3 separate regions of the Drosophila melanogaster genome follow, and regions 2 and 3 are each linked to region 1. The links are chromatin contacts, called in public Hi-C and targeted proximity ligation maps. All regions are on one chromosome and are shown on one strand. The core of a region is the stretch at or near the end of the contact, and the rest is flanking DNA. Distances in the headings are between cores, read along the strand shown. Region 1 holds the start of cass (cassowary). Region 2 holds the start of ncm (nucampholin). Region 3 holds the start of Cse1 (Chromosome segregation 1).

Region 1 (4,940 bases), core at 1,301-3,800:
GGAGCTAAAGGACATTGATTTTATCCAGCAGGAGCGAGCTTATGTGATCAGCTCTGCTCAGAAGATAAGGAACCTCACGCAGATGCAGTTGGTCACTGGGCTCCAGGAGCGCAATGAAAACCAAGTGGTTAATGCCTTGAAGGTGGATATAACAAACATTTTTCTAGCATATACCTAAGAGTTCTTATTCCTTAGATCTTTATGAATTTCAATACGCTGGAAAAATCGCTGGATAACCTATTGGCCACCTTTATTGCCGACATGGAGCAATCTCTGAAAGAGTGCTTTGCTGGCAACGATATATCTGTGCTGAACAAGTCCCCGACGCACAATGTGAGCAAACCTGCTCCCTCGAGGGGACCAGGAAAAACTCCCCAGTTGACAACCACTCAAAACTTCCGTGCCAAGTTCTGGAAGTCTCTTCATTGGCTGCTCTATGATGAACTTTTTGAGACTTGCACGCAAATCAAGCTGCTGAAAACGGCTCTCGAGCAGATCAACCAGTTTGGCTATACATCAGAATCATCGGATCAGTGCATTCCGCAGCGTTTTTGGCAGCAGGTGCAGCAGCTCCTGCGAAAATCCTTTGACGAATGCCCCCAGCATGTTACGCAGACCCTTCAGGAGGGGCTCTCAAAGCTCCTGACCTCCGCTCGTGGCTTGGAGCAGCGTCTGCATGGCGAGTTTCAGTTTGACAACGAACTATTTGCTCCCCTGGAAGTGGGTTACGTTAGCAAGTGTGCTGCCAACTTTAAGGCATGTCTGGCGGGAGTCGATTTGCCCGGCAACGAAACGGTGGACAACTTTATTCGTGTGGCATCAACGGAGCTCAGTGCTGCTTTGATCGATTCCCGTCTCACGAATGCCATAGCAAATGTATTTGCGGCCTGTGGAAAAGAGTTGTGCACAAAACTAGAGGCTCAAATCAAGCTGGGAGCTGATTCCAAGCAGGTCGTGGATCTGCCCAATCTGCAGCAGCAGCAAAACACCCAGCTGGCGAATGTTCTGTTCTACTATAAGGATTCAGTGCGTCGCATGCTCAGTGATCTTCATGTGCACTTTGAAAAGACACCGGGAACAGCTAGGGAGATTATATCCCGATCCTTGGAACAGGCTGATTTACTGATCGGCACCATTCTACAGCAGATAATGGAGTCGATTATCACGACCATTAGCATCATTGTATTGAGTATGCACAGGGAGCCGGGATTGAATTCGGAGAGGATGTCTACCACAGGTCCGTCGATGTACATGAAGGAACTGCAGGTGGGTGGGAATTTGAATGTAATACTTGGCTAGTCATATGTCTCAATCAAACTATTAGGAGTTCGTCAACCGATCCTGGTCGCATCACATCGCCCTGTTCGATGACAAGCAGATGACGAAAAAGTGCGGACACGAGTTGGCCAAACGTTGCATTGAGCTCTTCCTGCACAATGTGTGCATTCTGCGACCTTTAAGCTCCTGCGGAAGGCAGCGTTTGAAGCAAGACTGTCAACACATGGAACAGGCGTTGAAACCTCTTTGCCCAAATCTCGCCGAGCTGGGAAAGCCGTCGCGTCTGCTAAGAGCCATGTCCTTGCTGATCGTCCAAACGGCCGAGGAGCTGGTCAAGCAGACAATCGGCGAGGACTCTCTAGTGCCCAGTTACATAGTGCTGTTGCTGCTCTTCGGACACGCTGGAGCAGATCTGCAGTCGCCACACACGACGGCCAACTGGTCCAATGAGCGGCTGATCGAATGGCTGGATGGGCACACGGCTGAACGGGAGAAACTAGAGCTGATCTCGGGGGCACTGCAACGGTATCGGGACAATGCCAGGCGAAAGAACATTCAGCAGTACGACGAAGTTTACCCCATGATGGTAGATTATTTTGAACAGGCCTTAAAGGCACTTCCATAAATGTCTAATGTATTATGTATCTAGAACTATGTATGTATGTATGTAAGAGCACGAATATGTTTGGAATAAACATATGCATGGCATCCTTCTATTAAATCATTGTACTCAGTTCCTTCCGCTAAATGAAGCTAATGAGTTTCTTAGAATAACTTATTGAGTGGAATAATGATAGCAGTGAGAACTTGAGGCTAGAGGCTTAAAATTGAAATTATGCGAGGTTGTGTCATATTGTCATTTGATTAAATTAATTTTGGTAGGCAGTTTTGGCTGGCGCTATATGAATAAATGGAATTCCATGGTTAATATAAATGATACTGGTACTTACTCAAAAGACACATTTTGGAAGATGTTTCGTATTAAAAGAATAATTCTTACTTATTCGTCATTAACATTAAGAGGATTTCAAATAAAAATATATCACTACATCGTTTGGAAATAGTTCCTCCGGAATATCGGTATTTATATATTTTTCACATTTATATCGATTTGAAATAGGCATTCAAAACAACGGTAGTAATAACTTTTTTAAACTATCGATGCGTATTCAGAATAACGGTACTAATAACTTGTTCTAACTATCGATGTGTATTCTGAATAACGGTAGTACAAATTTTTCCCAACGGTATATCGATATCCATCTGGGTTTTTACTGTCTCGAGATCTGGTCACTCCCCCGTGCTCACCATTTTGTTTGCAACGTGAAAAACTCTCATTTGAGAAACGCTGTCATCCAATTTAACTGCAACGAAAACTGTGTAAAGTAAACTATAGACGCTTGAAACCTCTGCAAATATAGTGCGTACCACTGGCCAAGAAGATGGACAACATAGAGCGACTGTACAAATGCTACGAGATTCTGTCCGAGGCGGGCGATAAAATATCCGAAGTATGCCGCCATTGCAAAACGTGCCGAAAAAAAAACGGTATATGATACATGGTCTAATATATATATGCATGTTTTTTTCGAATTGCAGCATGTGGATGAATATAAAGAGATACTCAAGGCCGTGAAGGGCACGTCGAAGGAGAAGCGCCTGGCATCGCAGTTCATTGGTAACTTCTTCAAACACTTTCCGGATTTGGCCGACACAGCCATAGACGCGCAGTTTGATTTGTGCGAGGATGACGACACACAGGTGAGTGGGTGCCATAAAGTTACCCAGCTGATACAATAGGCTCGGAATTTTTGGCCTGTATGCAGCTGATGTGTGTAAATAAATCGAAATCCCCTGTAATCCTGCTCCGTATCTTGACAGCTTAAGATATCCCACATATTCCACAAACTAAATATCTTTATCATCCTTGTAGATCCGCCGCCAGGCCATCAAAGATCTGCCGAAACTGTGCCAGGGAAACGCAGATGCTACCATCCGAGTGGGTGATACTCTGGCCCAGCTGTTAATCCTGGACGATCCCACAGAACTCCAGCAGGTCAACAACTCACTGCTGGCCATCATAAAATTGGACACCAAGAGCTCCATCGCCGGATTGTTTCAGCAAATCTCCACTGGGGATGAAACGACAAGGGAGCGCTGCCTCAAGTTCATTGCCACCAAGCTGCTGACCATGGGTCCCACAGTTATTACCAAGGAAATCGAGGACTATATCGTGGAGGAGATCAAAAAGGCTTTGCAGGATGTCACTGCCGATGAGTTTCATCTGTGCATGACAATTCTGGGAGCCACCAAACTGGGAAGCACCATCACGGGACACGCCGAGCTCGTCAAGCTGGCCACGGAGCAGGCGGAGCTAAATAACACAGACGCGGACATCATAGCCGTCGACGACGAGGTGGTGGAGCGATTCATTCAGTGCGCCTCTGCTGCGGCTCCTTACTTTTCGGTAAGTTTCCAATAGCTGCACATGAAATCGAACCCCTGGCGAGCATTTAAATCGAATCTCTTGCCATTCCTATAGAAAACCATCAAATCCACGGCCTTCGTGGCTCACGTTTGCGATAAACTGTTGCCCATCAAGACCTGGAACATGATCGCCACTGCAGTTTCGCAAGATCAAATCCAACTTAGATTACTAAAGGTATTCGCCGAGATGATAACCAACACAGACAAGCTGGACAATGCCAGCGAACGGATTAATGCAGTCTACAATGTATTGCTGGTAAGTGTACTTGGTACATTCGAAATTGAGCGAATAACATGTAAACAATTTCCAGGAATACATGCCTTTGCCAAAGCTGAGTGACGAGGATCTGGGAGATACACCGCCCTCGTTTCAGTTTTCGCACGCCGAGTGCTTACTGTACGCATTGCACACTCTTGGAAAAAATCATCCAAATAGTTTAAGTTTCGTCGAGGATGCAGAGAAACTAAAAGACTTTCGAGCTAGATTGCAATATCTTGCAAGGGGAACACAGGGGTAGGTTCTTGCAAAAATTTTATTCTGTTTACATAATTTATTTTATAATACTTGCCTTGTAGTTATATTAAGAAACTGGAGGAGTCGCTCAAAGGCAAGACGGGAGAGGAGCTCAAAACGGAGGAGAACCAACTGAAGCAGACGGCACTGAAGACGACATCAAACATCAACATTCTGATCCGGGATCTATTTCATTCACCGCCCATATTCAAACATGACATTGTGCTCTCCTGGATTGTGCCAAAAAATGTAAGCACACAAGTTATCTCTTACAGCTGATATATTTATAAACAATGCAATATTCTTGTGCGTTCAGAACAAGCTGGGCAAGCGTCATGCACCCATCACTTTTGGGGAGAAAGCCGCTGCTAACGGCAAGGATAAGGATCAGGAGCCAGAGAAGAAATCGCGGCCATCCAACGATCAGAAGTTTTACTCGCCGCCATCTGGAAAATACTCCAACAAGGTCAACCAGAGCTACGGAAACAACAATCGCACGAGACAACGTGGCGGCGGCGGCGGTGGCGGCAGCGGTGGAGGCTACAGAAACAGGCGATTCAACAAGTACTAAGTAAAGAATCAATCGTGAGGCAGAAGAGCAGCAAAGAACACTTCACTTGAATGGTTTGTCCCTAGTCCGTAGACATACAAAAAAAAAAAA
Region 2 (4,940 bases), core at 1,606-4,105, 970 kb before region 1:
CCCGTTGGCATTTATGCCCAGCTCATCGATCTGAACACGCATCACAAGAAAAGCTCTGAGGCCTTAGAAATCTATGGCAAACTTAAAGCAAAGGACGCCACTTTCCAGTTGGATAACTTGAAGGCGGTTCGACTGGCTGATCTTCTCTTGCAAGAGGAACGCGTGGATGCTGCTTTTAAGATACTGGAGGAGAACAAGAAGGAAGTTCCCGTAGCCGAGGCCGAAGGAAGCTATAATTACATGAGCACCGTGTGGAGAATTTTGAACTCACTAGCCGAGGCCGGTCAGCCGGAGAGGCTGCGCAAATTGTTCGACGTACTGGTGGGGGCCAATTATATTGTGCCCACCAATGTGCTGCTGGGTCCACTGATCAAGGTTCACCTGGTCAAGGATGATATTCCCAAGGCAATCGAAGCCTTCGAGGAGATTTGCCAGAAGTATAAGTCCACGCCTTGGAAGAACGAGCTGGCTTGCCGTCTAATACAGAAAGAAGATGCTGCCAATCTGCAAAAGTTAACAGACTTGAGCACTGGAATCCATGGTGAAGTAAACAGCCTTTACGATCTGGTCTTCTCCTTTGTGGAGTGCGGCCGTGTGCGGCAGGCCAGGAAGATCCTGGAAACCCCCGGACTGCGTACCCGTCCGCAAAGAATAAACAGTGCCTGTGATCGTTACAAGAATGAGGGACTACTGCAACCGCTGGAAGGTCTTATTGAAGCCACGAAGGACCTGGGACATATCGACAGGAATAAGATTTACTACACGCTCCTCTTGAGCTACGACAAGGCAGATGAGGCGGAGAAGGCTTTGGGACTGTGGACTAAAATGCAGGAGGAGAATGTGACACCAAACGATGCTTTCCTTTTGAAATTGGCAGAAATCCTGAGTAAGAAAAATATTGACGTGCCTTTTGTGGTGCCAGAGACCCAAAACGAACAAGCCAAGGCCAAAAAAAGCAAAGCGAAAGATGCAACGACAACAGAAGCAGCCACAGAAACAGCTAAAGTAGCAGAACAGCCCAAGGAGAAGGCTGCGAAAAAGGAGCCAGCTAAAACGGAAACAGCAAAGCCACCCAAAACCGCCTCCCATTTGTCCGGCTTCCGCAAGGCAATCCAGGCCAATGATCCAGATGCAGCCATCTCGCATAAACAAAGTGTTCTGAGTGGCGAGAAAATTGGAGCTTTGGACACCTCTCGACTGATCGAGCTCCTGGTTCGAGCTGATCGCTTAACGGAGGCCACCAAGTATGTCGAGGAGCTCCTGGGCGATAAACTGCACCCGCAGCCCAAGATCTTCAAGTTTTACCTGAACAAAATTGCCGCTGCAGGCGATCTGGAAACAATGCAGAGAATTGGCCAGCAGCTGAATGACGAGCAGAAGCGTCTGATTTCCTTTGACAATCGGTTTTGTCATGCCAATATAGTGGCCGGAAAGGCGGAGGAGTTCCTGAAGCACTTGACCACAGAAATCGATGCGGCCAAAACTCCCGAGGAGTCAACCAAGCTGGCTGAGAAGTTCCCACGCGGAGGAGCAGTTGGCATTTTGGAAAAACACCCGGAATTGGTGCCGCAATGTAGGTCCCAGAAATGCCTATTAAACAAGTGTTAAAACTATAAATTTTTCTGATAATTTTCAGATCAATCCCTCGCTGAGAAGTTTGCTGCTCACAATCAACTAGGACCCATGAATGTCCTGTGGATGCATTTGATTTCCACTGGCCAGGAGGCGGCTTCTAAGGAGATTTGGGATAAGCACCTGTCCAATGCCCCAAGGCTGATGTTCCAGCGCGTTTTGCAGACGGCTCGCGAGCAGCAGGACGAGAAGCTCGCCTCCACAGTCATTTCCCAGCTGAAGAACAGCAAAATCTCCGAGGGCGCGATCGGAAACGCGTACTCCTGCCTCATTGACATCCAGACTACCAAGGGCAACTCCGACAAGGCCATGGTTGTCTTGGCCAATGCCATTAAGGACGTATCCTTGGAAAACATCAACAGGACAGCTCTGCTGCGTCTGAAACAGGCGGTGGAGGAGAAATCCCAGAAGTTCCCCTACACGATCCCCGAGAAGCGGACGAAGGCCGACGACTCCAGCTCGTCCTCCTCTTCATCCTCCAGCGACGACGACGTGTCGCCATCGGTACCGGAAACTGTTCCACCCAAACCGGACAGCAAGGCCTAGAGGTTTCTGCAAAAGGTCCTTGTTTAGTGTAGGCCGTCGTGATTAAAGCTTATTTTTAAAGTATTTACTATGGATAAACAATTTGTAAACTAAAATAAATTTAGTTGTTTTGTTGCGAAAGTGCGCCAGTTATTTTTCTAGGGGATTCAACTGAGCGATAAAGGATCTTTTTTACTATTTTCAAGATGAAGCTATCATTTTTAATTTTCAATAAAATAATGGTTCAATTCATTCCCTTAAGACAGATCCTAAAATTAATTGGAAGCACGCATGATGTTGTAAAACACGATTGCCCGTTTTGGAGCCCAAAAATCGCTAAAAAAAAAAAGTTTCGTTTCAAATTTAATGTTCTTGTTCCATATCCTTGTTCCATTTTCGAGCTGATATTCGAAATTTCTGCAGTGCAATGAACCAAATATGTTATAACAAATATATTACACTGTTTTAGTCGTAAAAAAATCGTTGCCCTTAAATATTGAGGTTCGCTGTGCTATAAAATTTACGATAGTGCCATATTATAAAATTAATTTTAAAATATCATTTTTTCTAATGTGGAACTTGAATTTAAATTTTCAGTTCAATTTAAAAAACACATTTAGCATTTCTATAGCTGACTATCGAAACTACAATTTCGATACGATTTAGCAGTCAAACACATGTGTATATCGATACCGTCGCCACTGGTGTCCCATCTCTAATTCTATCGCCGCGTTGTGTTTTTTGCTGCCCAATAATTTTCATCGTTGTTTTCCCTGAAAATTTCTCGAAATAAACGCGCGATGGGGGAAAGCGATGCCGAGAGCGATTCGAGCAGCAATTCCAGCAGCAGCGACACTTCCAGTGGCAGCGACAGCGACGCCAGGAGCGAGTCCTCGTCCTCCGAAAGCAGCGGGCGCGAGGAAGAGGAAGCAAAGCAGGAGGAATCCGCCAAAGATGCCAAGAAAACTGACGATACGGATAGGGGGGAGAAGCGTGCCAAGGAGAGGGATGCTGGACAGGATGAGCAGCCCACTGAGCAGAAGAAAACTCCTGCGGCTGAGCCTCGTTCGGAGCGCCAGCACATTTCCCATTCTGCTGGCGTGGAAAAGCAGCAAGAAGAAGCAGTAGCAGCTGCGGAGGCGGAAAGCGAGAAATTAAATGAAGCGAAAAAAGTTGAAACACCTGTCCAGCGGAAAGAGGAAGCAGAAGCCTCAAGTGTGACGAAAGAGCTGAACAGCCCGAAGGCCCAAGAGGAAAACGCTGCACGGGAATTAGAAGAGCGGAGGAAGGATGAAGAGCAGCCAGTGACCACCAATGGAAGTAGCAAGGAATCGCCGGTGGAAGCAGCAGCTGAAACAGTGAAACCTCCCACTGCGGACCACATCGAAGAGGGCGAGATAACCGACGTAAGTCATCATGTTTGGGTAGAATTCGGTATTAAGCCGCTTTACTATTTCGTCATCAATGAAATTCAAATTATTTAATTAATGAAATTAATTCAACACAATCATTTATCAGCTAGTTTTTTCATCATCATGATATGATAAATTTTCATTTTTTAGAAAGACGAAGATGACCTACCGACTAAAGAGGAAAAGAAAGCTGTCGCATCTAAGAGTCCACCCAAAGAAACCCAACGAAAACAAAGCCGCAGCCCGGATGGCAAACGACGACGCCCACGCTCATCCAGCAGGAGTCCATCACCCAGCAGCCGTCGTCGTCGTCGCTCGAGAAGCAAAGGCAGCAGGACCCGGAGTCGCAGTAAAAGTCCAATCCGCCGCAGATCCAATTCTTTGGAGAGAAGACGCGTTGAGCGACAGAGACGTCATGAGGAGCGAGATAAACGCGATGAAGAGCGAGCCAAGGAGCGAGAAAAGCGCCATCAAAAGGGCGAACCAACCAGCAGCAGGCGTAGAGATGATTCGAGGGAAAAGAAGAGGTCGCCAGAACGCAAAAGAGATCGATCCTCCTCCACTCCGAAATCCAAATCCTCAAAGACCCCACGCCACACCGAAACCACCGAAACTAATGCAGACAATGAAACCGTAACCGAACCGGCAGCCAAAATAACTGAGCGCCAACGAAAGACCGTCGATGTGCTGACATCTCGGACTGGAGGAGCCTATATTCCGCCGGCGAAGCTGCGCATGATGCAGTCACAGATCACGGACAAATCATCCGCTGCCTATCAGAGAATTGCTTGGGAGGCTCTCAAGAAATCGATCCATGGTTACATAAACAAAGTGAATGTAACAAATATAGCCATCATCACCAGAGAGCTTCTAAGAGAGAATATCGTGAGGGGAAGGGGCTTACTAAGCAGGAGCATCATCCAAGCCCAGGCTGCTTCGCCCACATTCACCCATGTATACGCCGCTCTGGTGAGCATTATAAATTCAAAGTTTCCGAACATAGGAGAGCTCCTCCTCAAACGTCTGGTCATCCAATTTCGTAGGGCGTTCCGACGCAATGATAAGATGGTTTGCATGTCGGCCACTCGATTCATTGGCCATTTGGTTAACCAGAGGGTGGCACATGAGATTCTGGCACTAGAAATCCTTACCCTGCTGGTGGAAACGCCAACGGACGATTCTGTAGAGGTAGCCATCGCTTTTCTGAAAGAGTGTGGTATGAAACTGACTGAGGTTTCGTCTAAAGGCATTGGGGCCATCTTCGAGATGCTGAGAAACATTCTGCACGAGGGAAAGTTGGACAAGCGTGTACAGTACATGATTGAGGTGCTGTTTCAGATTCGAAAGGATGGCTTTAAGGATCATCAGGCT
Region 3 (4,940 bases), core at 821-3,320, 650 kb after region 1:
CGCAGAAATTTGCGAATCATTGGATCTTACCGCAATAGCCGGATCGAGTGTGGGGCCACAGTTACGCCGAGTTTGTAGAGCCAACTGACACGAAAATATTACTTATATTAAGCTCACATATGATCGACAAATGTTACTTGAAATATAGGAAAAAAAATTGTCTGTTTTGGCTTGGGCAGCGATGAAGTGTGACCATATGCCGCATAAACAATCGATAGATCGTGTATTCTAGGGAAGGAACTATCGAACAAAGAGCTTAATAATTACATTTTTTTCGTTTCATATAATTTAAAAATTAAAAACATTTTATTTAGTTTAAAATTTGATTTATTTACATGACACTTAAATTCATTAACAAATGCATTCAATAACAATCTATTTGTGTTAATCAGTACTACATGCATGTGCAAAAGTCATACAAAATATGCTTTGTAAATTGGCAATCACAAGTTTCCTTCTTAACTTGCATTCTGGCTTATAAATTACGAAAAGTACACGGACCCGACCGATGCAGATATTTCAGTGTTGCTCCATTTTTAAATGTTAACCTTTTTTGAAACCTAACTACTGTAGTCGGTGCCGTTGAGCGAGTTTTTGAAATGCTGGACGACATAATCGTGATAATAGGCCATTATGCACAGAGGCTGACCAAGAATAATGGAAGCCCACACGATTATATTGCCCATTCGGGGACCCAGTTTCTTTTCAATGGATTTGGATATGGCCGATAGGGGAATCTGACCCATCATGCCCATAAATGCCCAGATCTTGTATATTTGCAAAGGAACTGAAACCTGAAAATATAAATTATATTATTGTACAAAATTTGAAATTCTAAATATCAACCCTCATACCAAATATTCATGGAAGACGGCACTGAAAAGAAAGACAATAGTAGAGGCCTGTCTTGAGGAATATCCCATTTGGACCACAGGGATGTAGAGATGACGCACGCACCACCTATGAACTGGCATGTTCCATGTACGCCAGAAGGTGTCAATGTTATTCGCATTCCACCAATCACAATAAAAATTGCGATCTGCAAAATTCAGCAGTTCGCCGACCGCATTAAGAAAAGAGTGGAACATTAGATAGAAAAAGCAGAGCCAGCAAAGATGATTGGGTAGCTAATTAAAGAAAAATTATTAAATAATACTCAAACGTTTTATAATTTTCACTCTACCAACCGCAAGTTTAAGAAGTCGCTCAGTGGCTAAGGCCACGTCCATATTGGAGAACGGAATCAGGGAGTTCCGAACCGATGGAATGATCCATTGTTGAAACAAGGCCATAACCACATTCACTCCAATCACCACCTCCAATAAACGCTTCAGCAAAAAGCGTTTGCGCACGCGAGAAGTTCGCGGGAAATTCAACTCATAGCAGAGAGTGGGCGCGCAAAGGAAGTACAGGAGATCCTTGTATGTGAGATTATCAGGATATTGCACCAGCTTGGAAACGTCCTCGTCTTCTTCACCTCCATTCAAAACTCCTTTTTCTGGATGAAAGATGAATTTTTAATATATGACATTCCGTTGAGAGATCTCAACATACTTAGTTCCGCCAAAGTTATGCTTGGTCGACGCTCCCGCGGATTCTTTTGATAATAAGTCTGACGGCACCACATATTCGTCTGCACATAGGACCATAGTTTTAGGAACAACACAGAGTAAAAGAAGCAAACTGTTGAAGCGCCCACTAAAGATTAACAGATAATTAAATATTTTAAAATACACCTAAACTAAGTTAATTTCTCACTCAAACTAAAAGCATGTCCTTTTAGGTGAATTGTTACCACCGGTAGGCAAACCAAGACAACAATGTTCACTATCTGGATGAACAAGCCCAAGCCCTCTGCAATTATTTCCTGGAAAAGAATTACAAATTTGTTTTAATTTTTAATTCATTCAGTTGGTTTTTGAAAAAAAAAAACAGGAATTGATATCATATCAAATGATACTAAATTAGTAAAGTTCAATATGCGATATTTCTGATATGAACATTTAAAATCTAAAACCATCGAATCCTAGTAACAGTAACTATAAACAATCGATATCGAAAACTCGCCCTGAGTTCCATCCCCAGATCGGCGAGCATTGTGTGCGAAAACGAATTGCGATTTCATTTCATGTTGCAAGAGTGTGGAGGAACAAGCCACGAGTGATATAAATTAAAGCAAATAGGACCATCGAAAAGAAAATATACTCAAAATGGAAGTGACAGAGGCAAATTTACAGCTGCTGGCCGGTTATTTGCAGCAGACGCTGAGCGCCGATCCCAATGTCCGCCGGCCGGGTGAGTGTGTGTGTGTAGGAATGCATGTGCACACACACAACTGCACATGCGTGCAGGGGTGCTGATGTGTATGTGCGCGGGAAATGGTTTTTGGCGACGCCAAAGAAAAATACGGTTTTTAAATCCATTTGAAGTTGTCTACAAGTTTTCCCTATGTCAAAGAATTTATACAGTCACGCTTTCTATTAATTGAATCGAGATTAGCTGATCTTGATATGACTGTTGCCAAGCCACCTTTCAAAACCATAGACCTAGTTTTAGGATTATTTAAGGCATACCAAGCCTATAGACTCCGCACCACCATAACCAAGCTTTTGAAAATATTGTATAAAAAACTTATTGCTTGAATTGAAAATATGTTTAGTCTAACGAGAAACACTGTAAGCTCCTATCGGTTCCTTATATATTTGTATTTGCAACATCCGATTTACATAAGTACAATAGTTCTAACAAACACACCATTTCCTTCTCTACTTTTATAGCCGAAAAACTTTTGGAGTCCACGGAACTACAGCAGAATTACCCGATCCTACTGCTCAATCTGATAGACAAAGCCCAAATGGACATGACTACGCGGGTGGCGGGAGCCATTGCCTTTAAGAACTATATTAAGCGGAATTGGGCAGCCCACCTTGACAGCGACGGACCGGATCGCATCCACGAAAGTGACAGGAATACAATTAAGACCTTGATCGTTACGCTAATGCTCCACTCACCGGTGGCATTGCAAAAACAACTAAGCGACGCGGTCAGCATCATAGGCAAATATGATTTTCCCAAAAAATGGCCGCAGCTTATCGACGAGATGGTGGAGAGATTTGCCTCTGGTGATTTCAATGTCATCAACGGCGTTTTGCAAACCGCACACTCGCTTTTCAAGCGCTATCGTTATGAGTTCAAGTCGCAGGCTTTGTGGGAGGAGATCAAATTTGTACTGGATCGTATGGCTAAACCTCTGACAGACCTGCTCCAGGCCACAATGCAGTTGACTAAGGTGCACGAGAACAATGCCGGCGCCCTGAAGGTCATCTACGGTTCATTGGTCCTTGTGAACAAGGTGTTTTTCTCGCTCAACTCCCAAGATTTGCCGGAGTTCTTTGAGGACAATATCAATACGTGGATGGGAGCGTTTATTCAGCAACTAGCTGCGGATGTGCCATCCCTGCGTACTGCAGATGATGAGGATGCGGGTGTTCTAGAGCATCTGCGTGCTCAAGTCTGCGAGAACATTTGCCTTTATGCAAAAAAGTACGACGAGGAGTTCAAGCCATTTATGGAGCAATTTGTGACTGCAGTTTGGGAGTTACTGGTCAAGACAAGTTTGCACACCAAGTACGATTCGGTAAGTAACAGAAACCATACGCTTTCTTAATAATTATTTTTATAATTTTTCCATTCTTATTTTGCGCACAGTTGGTCTCCCATGCTCTGCAGTTCCTCTCTGTGGTGGCTGACCGCCAGCATTATCAGAGCATTTTCGAGAACCCAGAGATTCTTGCTCAGATCTGCGATAAAGTTGTCATTCCCAATCTAGACATCCGGCCCTCAGATGAAGAAATTTTCGAGGACAGTCCGGAGGAGTACATTCGAAGGGATATTGAAGGCTCTGACATTGACACACGACGTCGGGCGGCATGTGATCTGGTGAAGACTCTATCAATCAACTTTGAACAAAAGATCTTTGGCATTTTTGGCCAGTATCTAGAGAGATTGTTGACCAAGTACAAGGAGAATCCGGCTACCAATTGGAGGTCAAAGGATACGGCAATTTATTTGGTTACTTCGTGGGCATCTCGAGGAGGAACTCAAAAGCATGGCATCACACAGACCTCGGAGTTGGTTCCACTTCCCGAATTTTGTGCCCAGCAAATTATTCCAGAACTGGAAAGACCCAACAGTAAGCCCAAATAACCATTTTCCCAATTCGATCATCTTATATCTGCATTCTTCCAATGCTCTTTGCAGTTAACGAGTTTCCTGTTCTTAAGGCTGCTGCAATTAAGTATGTAATGGTGTTCCGCAGCATTTTGGGTCCCCAAGTCTTAGCAAGCTGCCTGCCCCAGCTAATTCGACATCTCCCCGCCGAAAGCTCTGTTGTTCATAGCTATGCTGCTTGTTCAGTGGAGAAGATCCTTTCTATGCGGGATGCTAGCAACGCGATCGTTTTTGGTCCTCAGATTTTAGCACCTTACACAACTGAACTAATTAGTGGGTTATTTGCGACCCTTTCACTCCCAGGTTCCGGTGAAAATGAGTACGTAATGAAAGGTGAGTTTGGGGGACTATCTCATACGTTTCTAATATGTTAACAAAACTCTAATTATTATTATTAGCCATTATGCGAAGTTTTTCGGTCTTGCAATCGGCCGCCATGCCCTTTATGGGCGTCGCCCTTCCACGGCTTACCGAGATTCTCACCCAAGTGGCCAAGAATCCATCGCGTCCGCAGTTCAACCACTATCTTTTTGAAACGCTGGCTCTGTGTATAAAGTAAGTGTTATGCATTTTGGTGGTAAAGAGCAATAACAAATTTTCTTTTTCCCTAGAATTGTTTGTCACGCCGATTCCTCGGCTGTGAGCTCCTTTGAGGAGGCATTGTTCCCAGTTTTCCAGGGCATCTTACAGCAGGACATTGTCGAATTTAT

The links. A called contact is a pair of places that touch in the nucleus more often than the background predicts.
Region 2: a Hi-C map of the Kc167 cell line shows a contact between it and region 1, with 2.4 times the contacts expected there. A contact is called at or near these places in 34 of 107 Hi-C or Micro-C datasets (the D17-c3 cell line, the Kc167 cell line, the ML-DmBG3-c2 cell line and 14 more) and 1 of 7 datasets of targeted methods (the Kc167 cell line).
Region 3: a targeted proximity ligation map of the Kc167 cell line shows a contact between it and region 1, with 7 times the contacts expected there. A contact is called at or near these places in 16 of 107 Hi-C or Micro-C datasets (the Clone 8 cell line, the D17-c3 cell line, the Kc167 cell line and 5 more) and 2 of 7 datasets of targeted methods (both in the Kc167 cell line).

What each region holds. Positions count from the first base shown.
Region 1 is chr2L:17,475,498-17,480,437 of dm6, reverse strand. It overlaps cass (cassowary), which reads left to right and starts at 2,550. Exons shown (of 7, transcript NM_058106.5): 1 at 2,550-2,789; 2 at 2,878-3,039; 3 at 3,212-3,745; 4 at 3,821-4,021; 5 at 4,077-4,279; 6 at 4,342-4,528; 7 at 4,596-4,940. The coding sequence starts at 2,721. The coding sequence ends at 4,850. fws (four way stop) reads left to right here. Exons shown (of 4, transcript NM_165221.3): 2 at 1-142; 3 at 196-1,266; 4 at 1,325-1,996. The coding sequence ends at 1,903.
Region 2 is chr2L:18,446,872-18,451,811 of dm6, reverse strand. ncm (nucampholin) reads left to right here and starts at 2,855. Exons shown (of 3, transcript NM_136033.3): 1 at 2,855-3,563; 2 at 3,720-4,940. The coding sequence starts at 2,958. It overlaps bsf (bicoid stability factor), which reads left to right. Exons shown (of 5, transcript NM_078872.5): 4 at 1-1,573; 5 at 1,637-2,295. The coding sequence ends at 2,178.
Region 3 is chr2L:16,822,337-16,827,276 of dm6, reverse strand. Cse1 (Chromosome segregation 1) reads left to right here and starts at 2,070. Exons shown (of 7, transcript NM_078864.3): 1 at 2,070-2,295; 2 at 2,778-3,637; 3 at 3,709-4,192; 4 at 4,261-4,563; 5 at 4,629-4,785; 6 at 4,842-4,940. The coding sequence starts at 2,211. It overlaps mdy (midway), which reads right to left. Exons shown (of 10, transcript NM_165195.3): 6 at 1,759-1,867; 7 at 1,555-1,698; 8 at 1,188-1,498; 9 at 855-1,127; 10 at 313-794. The coding sequence ends at 561. It also overlaps a transcript of AspRS-m not described here.